Regions from separate parts of the Mus musculus genome. Here region 1 is linked to region 2. The links are chromatin contacts, called in public Hi-C maps. All regions are on one chromosome and are shown on one strand. Each heading gives the region's core, a stretch centred on a gene start, on an enhancer-like site or on the middle of the called end of the contact. The rest is flanking DNA. Distances are from core to core; before and after follow the strand shown.

Region 1 (5,173 bases), core at 2,379-4,878, 960 kb after region 2:
AATATAGCACTCTGCTCTTCGGGGGTTAATTCTGCCCAAACGGGATGCTTATAATGGCTAGAGATGGTTTTTGCTCGTCACGGTCAGATGGAAGATGCTACTGGGGGTGGGGGTGGTGAGGTGGAGCAGGGATACAGAACAGCACTGCTCAAGAACCTACAATGTGCAGGGCATCAACCACAGTGGGCATTGTGTCCCATATGCCAGCAGTGTGCCTCCAGCATCCTTTACCTACATATTTGTTACTAGCAGTGTTATACATTTCAGACTAAAGGATGCTTTAGAATATTCGTGCATTATGGAGATATCATGGGGCTAGGGCTCAAGTCTAAACATGAAACACATTAATGCTTCATATACACAGCCTGAAGGTAATTTTTACATTATTTTTGGCATGCCTACATTCTAACTGCAGCCTGTCACATAAGGTCGGGCACGGAATTTTCCACTTGTGGAGTCATGTCAGCTCTTAAAAAGCTTTCAGATTTTGAAGTGTTTCAGATTTATTTTCCAGGGGCTGGAAAGGCAGCTCAGTTGGCAGAATGCTCGCCTAGCACACCCAGTGCTCTGGGTTCACTCTTCAGCACTGCATAGTGGTACCTGCCTGTACCGCTATAGCAGTACTCAGCCCCCACCAAGGATAGAGATGGGAGGGTCAGAGGCTCAAGGCTAGCCTTAGCTACATAATGTGTTTGAGGCCAAGATGAGTTATATGAGATTCTGTCTTGAAAAAGAAAGAAAGTTTTTTTTTTTAAATCCAGATTTTTCAGTTTTCAAATTAGAGATACTTCAACTTGCCAAAAGGAAATACCCTAGTTTCCAGTGTTTTCTGGGGACCCAGACCCTTAGACATATAGTTGAGAAGTAACATCAAAGAGGCAGCTCTGGCAACTGTTACAGCAGCCGTTCTTAACCTTTCTACGCTTTCACCTTCTATTTATTTTATTTTATTTTATTTTATTTTATTTATTTACTCTTATTTTTCGAGACAGGTTTCTCTGTGTAGTCCTGACTGTCCTGGAACTCATTTTGTAGACCAGGCTGGCCTCGAACTCAGAAATCTGCCTGCCTCTGCCTCCCAAGTGCTGGGATTAAAGGCGTGCATCACACACCCGGCTTTTTAAAAAAATGTGTAGCCCAGGCTGGCCTTGAACTTGTGATCCTCCTGCCTCTGCCTCCTTCAGCAAATCCTACTGGTGTGTGCCACCACAACCGGCGCTTTGACCTTCTAATACAGTCACCCATGTGGTGGTGACCCCCAACATAAAATAATTTTTGCTGTTCCTTCATAACTGCAATTTTGCTATAGTTCTATGTTGTCAAAATTTTTAATCCCAATTCAGGGTTTCTAGCCTTGATCATTTAGTTTCCAGATGAAAGACACACAACTTTTATTATTTACAATAAGCCTTAAATAGCACAAGAGAGGGCCAGTTATCTACCCTCTATGCTACTAAAATCTACTTTCCTATGCATAACCAAGTTATTACTTTACTATATTTCATCTGAGCTGCTCTTAACCCCAACTGGCCAGTCCTCTGTGCTACGTTTTCATGAGTCAACTAGCCATGATGGCTTCTGTTCCAATAGGAAGAGAGGAAGCTACCATGAAGGAAGACAGACCATAAGCACATGGCCAGGAGAAACAGCAAGTATCTGGGGTATACTGCTGGGGAGGCGGCCAGGCCAACATCTAGAAGAGTAGTTTAGGGGTTATCTCTCAGTAATTGTAAAAGCCAAATAAAATAACCTTAGTCTAAGTCTCATTTATTTGTAAGCTAGTCAGAGCTAAGCATAAATTGGTTGTACTACAGTTATGAATCACAATGTAAAAATCTGTGTTTTCCGATGGTCTTAGGTGACCCCCGTGAAAGGGTTGTTCTGCCCCTAAGGGGTCATGACTCACATGTTGAGACCCACTGCTTTAGAGGGTAGACTGCCCCCCTCCTCTGCTCCAAGGCATCAACATAGGAGCATCTGACTCCAGGCTTCCTCTTGCTCGTCCCTGGACCAGGCTCCTCTCTGGGTGCTTCTGTAGGTCCCCATCATAGCTATCATAATGAACATCTTTTGACCATCCACAATTCTCTGAGTCAGAGCCTGGGTTTGGTTTCTACCCTTGGAAGGTCTTCAGAAGAGAGAGAAGGGTACCGGACCCCTTCTTGCCTGCTTGGCCCGGCAGCCTTGTAAGCCCCTCCTTGGCTGCTAGAACCTCAAAAACCACAAGATGCAGCACTCCTTCCCACAGGCAGAGAAAGGCAGTTTCCTGTAAGGAATCTTGTGTCACTCCAGGAGATGGGGAAGGGAATTTGAGGTGCTCCGTAGCACCACCACTACCACCCCTCACCCCTAGTCACCATAGAAAATCACCTACTCAGAGAAATGGAAGGAATGTTGGTGATCATCTATACAGGGCCACGAGGGAACATCTAAAAACAACAGTCCAGATCCTGTGCTGCAAAGGACTCCTAGTGGAAGAGACATCCTCTTAGGAACCCATCCTCAGCATCAGACAGACTTGAGCGTCAGTGACATCTTCCTGTTATCCCAGCACCTCCAGGTCCAGCTGCAACTGAACACTGCACAATAAAATGGAGAGGGTGCACATTTCTAGGGGGTGGGAGGAGGACATATGATCCTGTTCCAACTCAGCCTGTTCTCTGCTCTTCGGAACTTAAAACCTGTCTGACATTCACCACATGATGGGGAGTGCTGGCAGACGGAGGAGGGAGAAAAGGCTAAATGTATTTTAATGGGACCATTAGGAGTACGTCAAAAGGTGAGAAAAAAGCATTTGCCTGCCAAGAAAATAAGCATTGGTCTAAAAAAAAATATATAGAATGGTCCCTGGATTTCCTATTTGCTTACTGCCCCTCCCCCATTCTCTTTCTTTCTTTCTTTCTTTCTTTCTTTCTTTCTTTCTTTTTTTCTTAATGAGAATCCGATTCAACAGGAGACAGCCTAGGTCTTGCGTAGCTTACAAACACACATTTTCTTAAGCCCAGCAATGTGGGCAGAAATACAGGATAGCAGAGAAAGAACACACATGCTGGTGTATGTCAAGTGGGATCGGCGAGCAGCTCTCAGACTACAACAGCCCACAGAGTTAGGACAGAGCAGTCAGTCGCATCCATAGCTTGGCTTCCAATGTTAATCAGTAAGCCCTCCTCTCTCACAGTACTGCCATTAGTTAAAGTTGGGAATGGCAAATACCAGTACTGAGGGGTTTTTTTGTTTGTTTGTTTGTTTTTCTTACACGTAGGGGAGTGCGTGCCTGCGTGCGTGCATGTGTCTGTCTGTCTGTGTCTGTCTTTCTGTGTGTCTATAACCTCTACCTGTGTCTATTGATTGGTTGATTGAGTCCAGGGCCTGGCTCCACCTGTGTCTTCATGGATTCTCCTGTTCTTCACATGACTCTGAATTCCGAGGCTGAGACATTACTCGGATTGTGAGCCATACTGTATATTCACTGGGTTCTGTACGAAATGCTGAGATGAATCAGAGTCCACCCCCTGGACCCTAGCAGCAGGGGGACAGGGGGGCGGGGCAACCAGTTACACAGAGGAAAAGAAAGTGATCTACACCGAGACCAGAAGCTAGAAGAAATGATTAAAATGATCAGACCAAGCAAAGAGAGCATGCCTGACCCCACTGCTATACAGATCTCATTCACTCTAGCACACCATAACGAACTAGACAACAAGCAAACAGATTGCAAAAGAAAGGACATTAAGCCGGGTGTGGTGGCGCACGCCTTTAATCCCAGCACTCGGGAGGCAGAGACAGGTGGATTTCTGAGTTCAAGGCCAGCCTGGTCTACAGAGTGAGTTCCAGGACAGCCAGGGCTACATAGAGAAACCCTGTCTCAAAAAACCAAAAAAAAAAAAAGAAAGAAAGAAAGAAAGGACATACCTCATATAGGGGTAAGTCCTCTCCTCACAGAAGGAAATCCCCCAGCAGTAGAAACTGGTGGAGAGAAAAAAAGAGGAACAGAGAGTAAATCAAGCCGGGCAAAGTGGGAAATACCCCCATAAGATTGGGGGGGGAGGATGAATGACAAGAGGATGCTATAATTAGGCAATAGGAGAAGAACGAGGACCATCGCATCCCATGCTCCCCTGCACACATCAGCAGAACACCTACGAAATCCCCACCACTTCAAATTCTATCCATTGCTTACTCTCATTAAGTCAATTCATTTTTCTAAAATCTTCATTCTTATGTTAAAACTCTTGACACAAATGCTGAATCAAAACCCAGGGTTGCCTGCCATAAACAGAGAGCAACTGTGAAAACAAATACCAGAAAGTGGAGAGAAGCATTATGGGTGAATTTCTCAAAATGCTAAAGGTCGAGAACCCAGAGTTTGCTCCCCACCGGCCAGCCGGAGCTACATAGCGAGACTGTCTTCAAAAAAATAATAATAAAATAAGGAGAAGAAGGAAGAGGAGGAGGAAAGAGAGGAGGAGGAGAAAGAGAAATAGTTTTAAATAGAGAACAGTGCTAAAGAAACATTCAAAACATTTCAGAATCAACTTTAGACTCTTTGACTTAATCAGCACATCAAAAATGGAACCAAACGATAATGCTGCCTTGATATAGCATTTAATACAGTATCCGGTGTCATGTGTGACAATCAGCTATGATCATCTCCCATCCCACCCCCGAGGGACTGCCATGCAGGGAGATTCTGAACTGTCCTCCAAGGAAAAGCCGTCTGTTTCAAATGCTGAGAGAAGGAGGCACATCGTCACCCACATCAACACGACATTTACCCTTTTATAAAAATGCAAGAACAGAACAGGATGAGTCTCGTGCCTTCTCTAAATATCAAGTCAACCCGGGAATCCAGAAATCTCCCTTTAAGACTTTCTTCCAGGTAAGGTGTGGCGACACATACTCAGGGCTTAGAAAGATCAACAAAAGCTTGAGGTCAACCTCGGCTACATAGTAAGTACCACATCAGACCAGGTCACATGGCAAGAGCCCTGTCGAGAGGCAGGGGCAGGGGATGGAAGGGTTCTCACCTCTTGCAGGTATGGCATTCTTTGCTAACCTCACAATTGATTACCTATCAGTTGGGCAGGATAGGAGTAAAAGACATGTTAAAACACCCAAATGCAGATATTGCCAAAAGGTAAGCACCCACTGCCAACAGTACAGACAAAACCGT
Region 2 (5,019 bases), core at 1,451-3,950:
AGCTGTCTGGAAGCAAGTCTTCTGCTAGCAGCCTTCAGATGAAGATGTAGAACTCTCAGCTCCTCCTGCACCATGTCTGCCTGGATGCTGCCACATTCCCACCTTGATGATACTGGACTGAACCTCTGAACCTGTAAGCCAGCCCTTATAAATGTTGCCCTTGTAAGAGTTGCCTTGCTCATGATGTCTGTTCACTAAGACTAAGACACAATCATAACAAGGGATGGAGAGAAGCCCCAGCAATTAACGGCACCGGCTGCTCTTTCGATTCCCAGCACCCACACGGTCATTCACACGTGTACATATGTACCGTATGCGTGCCTGCCTGTAGACACCCCAGATTAATGTCTGGCATCTTTCCCGATCAATCTGTACCATATTCACTCAGGTAACATCTCTCGATTGAACCCAGAGCTCGTGGATACTGCTAGAGATCACCCACAACTGTACCTTCTGAGTGCTGGGATGACAGTCAGGTCACTGCGAAGCCTAGTATTTATGTGGGCTCTGGGGACCTCAACTCTGGTCCTCCTGCTCTAGTATTTTATTTACTGAGTTGGGTCCCCGGACCCACACACCACCACTGCTAGCAGTGGTTGGCACGTTTACGGTTTTTTTCTTTTCCTTTTTCCAGAAACAACCAGAAATAGCAAGCTTATTTCAAGAAAGTTGGCTTCTAAAAAGTAAGGAAAAGGGCTGGCTACTTGCCAATGGGAGTTCAACCCGAGAGGAAAGGGAATGCCACCTTGCCCTGTCACATTGAGGACCCAGTAGTTCTGAATTCCCAGGAATCACAACAGGAAGACATTAACTTGAGGAGTGTTAGAATGTAAGGAGTAATTCTCCTTTTTGGAGACCTTCCTTCGCCATAGCCAAAGGGTATTAAAATCCATAATTGTAAAAGAAGTCCAAAGATACCCTTGAATAGGCTAGAAACCAACTGCAAAATTTCAAGGCACACCATCCTGAGGTAGATCTGTCCCACTGTGGACCTCAGGCACAAAGCCAAACTAACAACCCCGGGGCCAAGAATAAAGGAGCAAAGTGCTGATGGCTTTAAAAGGGGGCACGAAAGTTTCCTAGTGTTTCTGCTGTGTCCCTTAAGATGTACGGAGCCTAACACTAAAACGGCACGATCTTGCTAACACAACGAGAAAGAACCTCCTTCTTTGCTCCCAAACCATAAATTATGAGCAAACACATTGGCAGGCAACAACAGCTTGTGAAAACTACAGCAAGCAGGGGTGTGGTAGCCCAGTCTTTAGTCCCAGTACTTAGGTGGCACGAGGGATCTCTGTGAGTTCGAGGCCAGCTCGGGCTACACAGTTCTCACCTGGTCTCAAGGCAGAACCAATGAAAAGAGCACACAGGATGGCAAGTTATGGGAAAAAGAAACCAGACAGATCTCCAACTCCCAATCCTACAAAACTCGGGCATAAAGCTCACTGCTCATTTTCCTATCTGCATATAAAGCGTCCTTCATTTTTCAGAACTATTAGGAGTTTCTCCTCTAGCCATATGTATTCTTAAATTTTAGATGCAGGTAATTCTCATAGAAAAAAAAATACAGACAACCAAAGCATGGGTGCATATGGCCACTAATGGCCAGAAACAGGTTACTCAAGAAGTAATTAAGCCACGTTTGCTGATTGGCCTGTGCGATAAGATTTTATCTACTATTTACTGTGAGCACATTCCAGCTAGTTTACTTTCTTATGCAGTTCAGCGGTGTCCCTCGCCTCCTTCAATTACCCAAATGACACATCAAAGCTCTGGTCACTCAATTTAAACGCACAGAGTTCTTCAAGTCTAAACATAAAGCCTCTATTTTTCTTTATACTATCTGTCAAATTAGTACAGTAAAATTAGCATGGATAAGTGTGTGTAGTCATATAGAAAAACACCTGCTGCATATCTTGCTTGAAGTAAGCTCCGGAAAGAAAAGATTTTGTTGAACAAATTACCCGAAACAGCTAGTAAAGTGCCAGGCAGAGAATGGGCGACAGCGGGCCATGAATGAATCAATAGTTTGGAATCAAAACGAAATGTCATCTCTTCATTCAGGGATCTGCGCCCCTCGGTCCTGAATGCACCGGCTTCTAGCACTTTTTCCACTTTTCCCTGGCTCCAACAGGTGTGCAAGGGCAGCCCCGAGTACGCGTGTCATCCGGAGCCAGGACACCGGGGCTCTGGGCTGCGAACCCTCGCCCTGGCGGCGTGGCTACAGCCCGGTCACCTGTGTGACCCGCTGTCCCTCCCTCCCTCCGTCCTTTCTCACCTCTCCGGCTGCTCGCAAGCGCGGCCACACGCCGGGCGCCCAGCCGCAGACGGCCCAGCGCGTTCCTGCCGGCGCCGAGCGCGGCCGCGGGGAGAACGAGCCCCGGGCGCGAGCGCTCAGCCAGCGTCCTACGCGGGGCGGTGGCAGTGGCGGTGGCGGCCAGGCGCGGGGAGGGCACGAGCAGGAGGAACAACAGCGGAGACGCGCGGGCCGCCCGTCCGCGAGGCCTCAGCCAGCTTCGTCCACCGGGCAGCGTGGAGACGCCCGGGCGCGCCGGAACTCCGCAGCCGGAGGACGGGAGCCGCTGGCGACTCGGTGTGCGCCTCGGCCGCTCGGCCGCCACGGAGCCGCTGTCCATCCCCGAGCGGGTCACAGGCCCGAGCGCGCACGCAGGTCGCTCCCGCGCGGCCCCGACTCCGAGTCGCCTCGGGAGCGAGCGTGGGCCGCCGCGCAGACCTGCCCTTTCCGCCGTCGCCACGCCTCCTCCCCATCGCCGCGGGCCTCGTCCCCGCCCTCCCTGGCCTCGCCCCTAGTCTGGTCGCCCCAGCCAGGCTCCTCCAGGCTTGCCCTCTGCCGGGTCCGCCTTTACATCCCCACGCCCCTGTTCCCTGCCTGTGGCCTGCCCTAACCTCGTCTCCCAGACAGGAACTAGGGTGAGCCTTAGCCATTTTCCGCTGCAGAATCACGTTGCTCTTTCGGCTCCTACGATTTACAGTTTCATTTCGCAGTTGCCCTTAAGAATGTTAATGGCTCCTTTGCCCTTCGCAGACCTTTGAGAAGTTCTTGACCAAGCTCGACTGGCTTAGATTTTTATTAACTAGCCGGGATCTCAAGTTCCCTAGGGTTGTATTTTAGGGACTTATTTACCGGGCATAGGGAACTATGCTTTCAGAGTCCATACACTCACAGCTAAATTTCCAGTTTTGATTTTGCTTTTCGTTTTTGAGACAAAGTTTCACTATGTAGCCTCCACTGTCCTGGAACTCTCTATGTAGACCAAGCAGACCTTGCCCGCTGACTGACGCGATTAAAGGCATGGACCACCACTTGGGACTACAGTTTTTGTTTTGGGTTAGAGCACATTAAAAGGTCCTAGTGTGGAAACGTAAAACGTAGTAGGGATATGAATGTTAAACTAGACTATGGCATAATAAGATATTTGAGACAGGCAGTGTTTTAGTTCCGAACTTTTTGAAAGACTGCTGCACTTTGCAGTTACCGGTCCTTTGTGTTATTTTGAGAAAGTTTGTTGGATGGATGAATAACAAGTACAAGGGACTATGCTGGGACAGAGAGAGGGAGGGGAAGGAAGGGGAGGGGAGGGGAGGGGAGGGGAGGAGAGGGGAGGAGAAAGAGAGAGAGAGGGAGGAGGACAGAGGAGAAAATGAAAGGACAAGACTGCCCCTCAGTATGTTGGTGGAGAGAGTCGCCAGAAAAGGGAAAGCATAGCCAGAGGCAAGAGACATCTGGGAAAGTCCAGAGGGTTGAACATGACCTTGAGCCTGGTCACGTGGGAGAAGTAGGAGGAGAGAGAGGCGAGCCAGGAGTTTAAAGGGTAGAGAAAAGGGGTTAGGTCACTAAAATGGTTGGATTATATGAAGAAGGGCATCTAAGAGAAGGGCAGCCCAGTCCCTGGACTGGAGACGTTAGGGTAGAGGGCAGACTAGGGCAAGGATCGGGTTAAGTAGTAAGCACTGACAGATGCTAAGAGAACCAGGGGCCAGGCCCGCTTTGAGGTGTTAAACAAGCACCTTAGTTAGCCCTTTGTCCTGGGTTTAAGACCTAACAGTTGTGTTCCTGAAGTGACCAGTACTTAGCGTTCCTCCTCCTCCTCCTCCTCCTCCTCCTCCTCCTCCTCCTCCTCCTCTTTTTTTAGCTAAGGGCTAAAAAATGTAGACAAACTGATGTGGAAAGTGCTGGGACCCATAATAAAAGAGCAGAGCTCTGGGCAGAGGAGTGTGTAAACAGATGCGGAAGACAGGTGCAGGTGACTACAACATGCAAATAATTTAAAAATTAGGTACAAGTCCGACACTTAAAAGGTTAAAATATCAGTTTGTAAAGTGGCAGGTAACACAAAATATTCACCTACAGCCTTTCCTGTTGATGAATGTTGCTCAACACCCAGCTCGGAAAATGTAATCGAAGGAAATAATCCAGAAACACTAGAAACCTATTCGTTTAGACCATAAGGAGTTTTTATTTTTATAGGTCAAAAGTGTTGAACATTTGGTAATTTCCTATAGGTTGGTCTAATACATGCACAAAGGAAAGACTAGATGTGGTGGAGCAGTCCCAGCTTGCTGGAGTGGAGGCAGAAGGATCAGGAGTTCACGTGCATTCTTGACTGCATAGCAAGTTCAAGGCCAGTGTAGAATACAAAAGATAGAGTCTGTGTGTGTACTCCCGTGTGCATGTGTGCTGGAGTGTGTAAATTATGTGCCATTATTTGTGACTGGAAAAGTGAACAGATAAAATGCACCCTGTTAGAGGCATGGTCACAGGACAGTGGCATAAACATGAGTCTTTAAAGTTGACATATAATTTGCAAACATTAAAGCCCACACATTTTATATGCTTAATAATTGTAGGTAACAATAGCATATACCACCCAAAGAATGCTGGGCCATTTTCCTTTCTCTGGAATATTCCTTTGTGCTCCTTTTCAGTTTCCGAAATCACCAACCCAACAAGAGGTACCCGGCTTGGATTTCAATCCCACGGACTGGTTTCCTTTGGGT

Evidence for each region. A called contact is a pair of places that touch in the nucleus more often than the background predicts.
Region 1: a Hi-C map of B cells shows a contact between it and region 2, with 7 read pairs. The contact joins the enhancer-like site here to the promoter of Mcur1 in region 2. A contact is called at or near these places in 1 of 39 promoter capture datasets (pre-B cells) and 1 of 484 Hi-C or Micro-C datasets (B cells).

The regions. Positions count from the first base shown.
Region 1 is chr13:44,514,388-44,519,560 of GRCm38.p6, forward strand. No RefSeq gene overlaps it. Among named protein-coding and RNA genes, the nearest start is that of Gm47792, 7.5 kb to the left of the region's middle. Within about 2 kb of position 3,629, at least 22 of the 459 cell types and tissues checked have an H3K27ac peak or open chromatin away from gene starts, as enhancers often do. A contact at or near this core is called in B cells, where this site is marked.
Region 2 is chr13:43,557,491-43,562,509 of GRCm38.p6, forward strand. It overlaps Mcur1 (mitochondrial calcium uniporter regulator 1), which reads right to left and starts at 2,701. Exons shown (of 9, transcript NM_001081059.3): 1 at 2,279-2,701. The coding sequence starts at 2,636.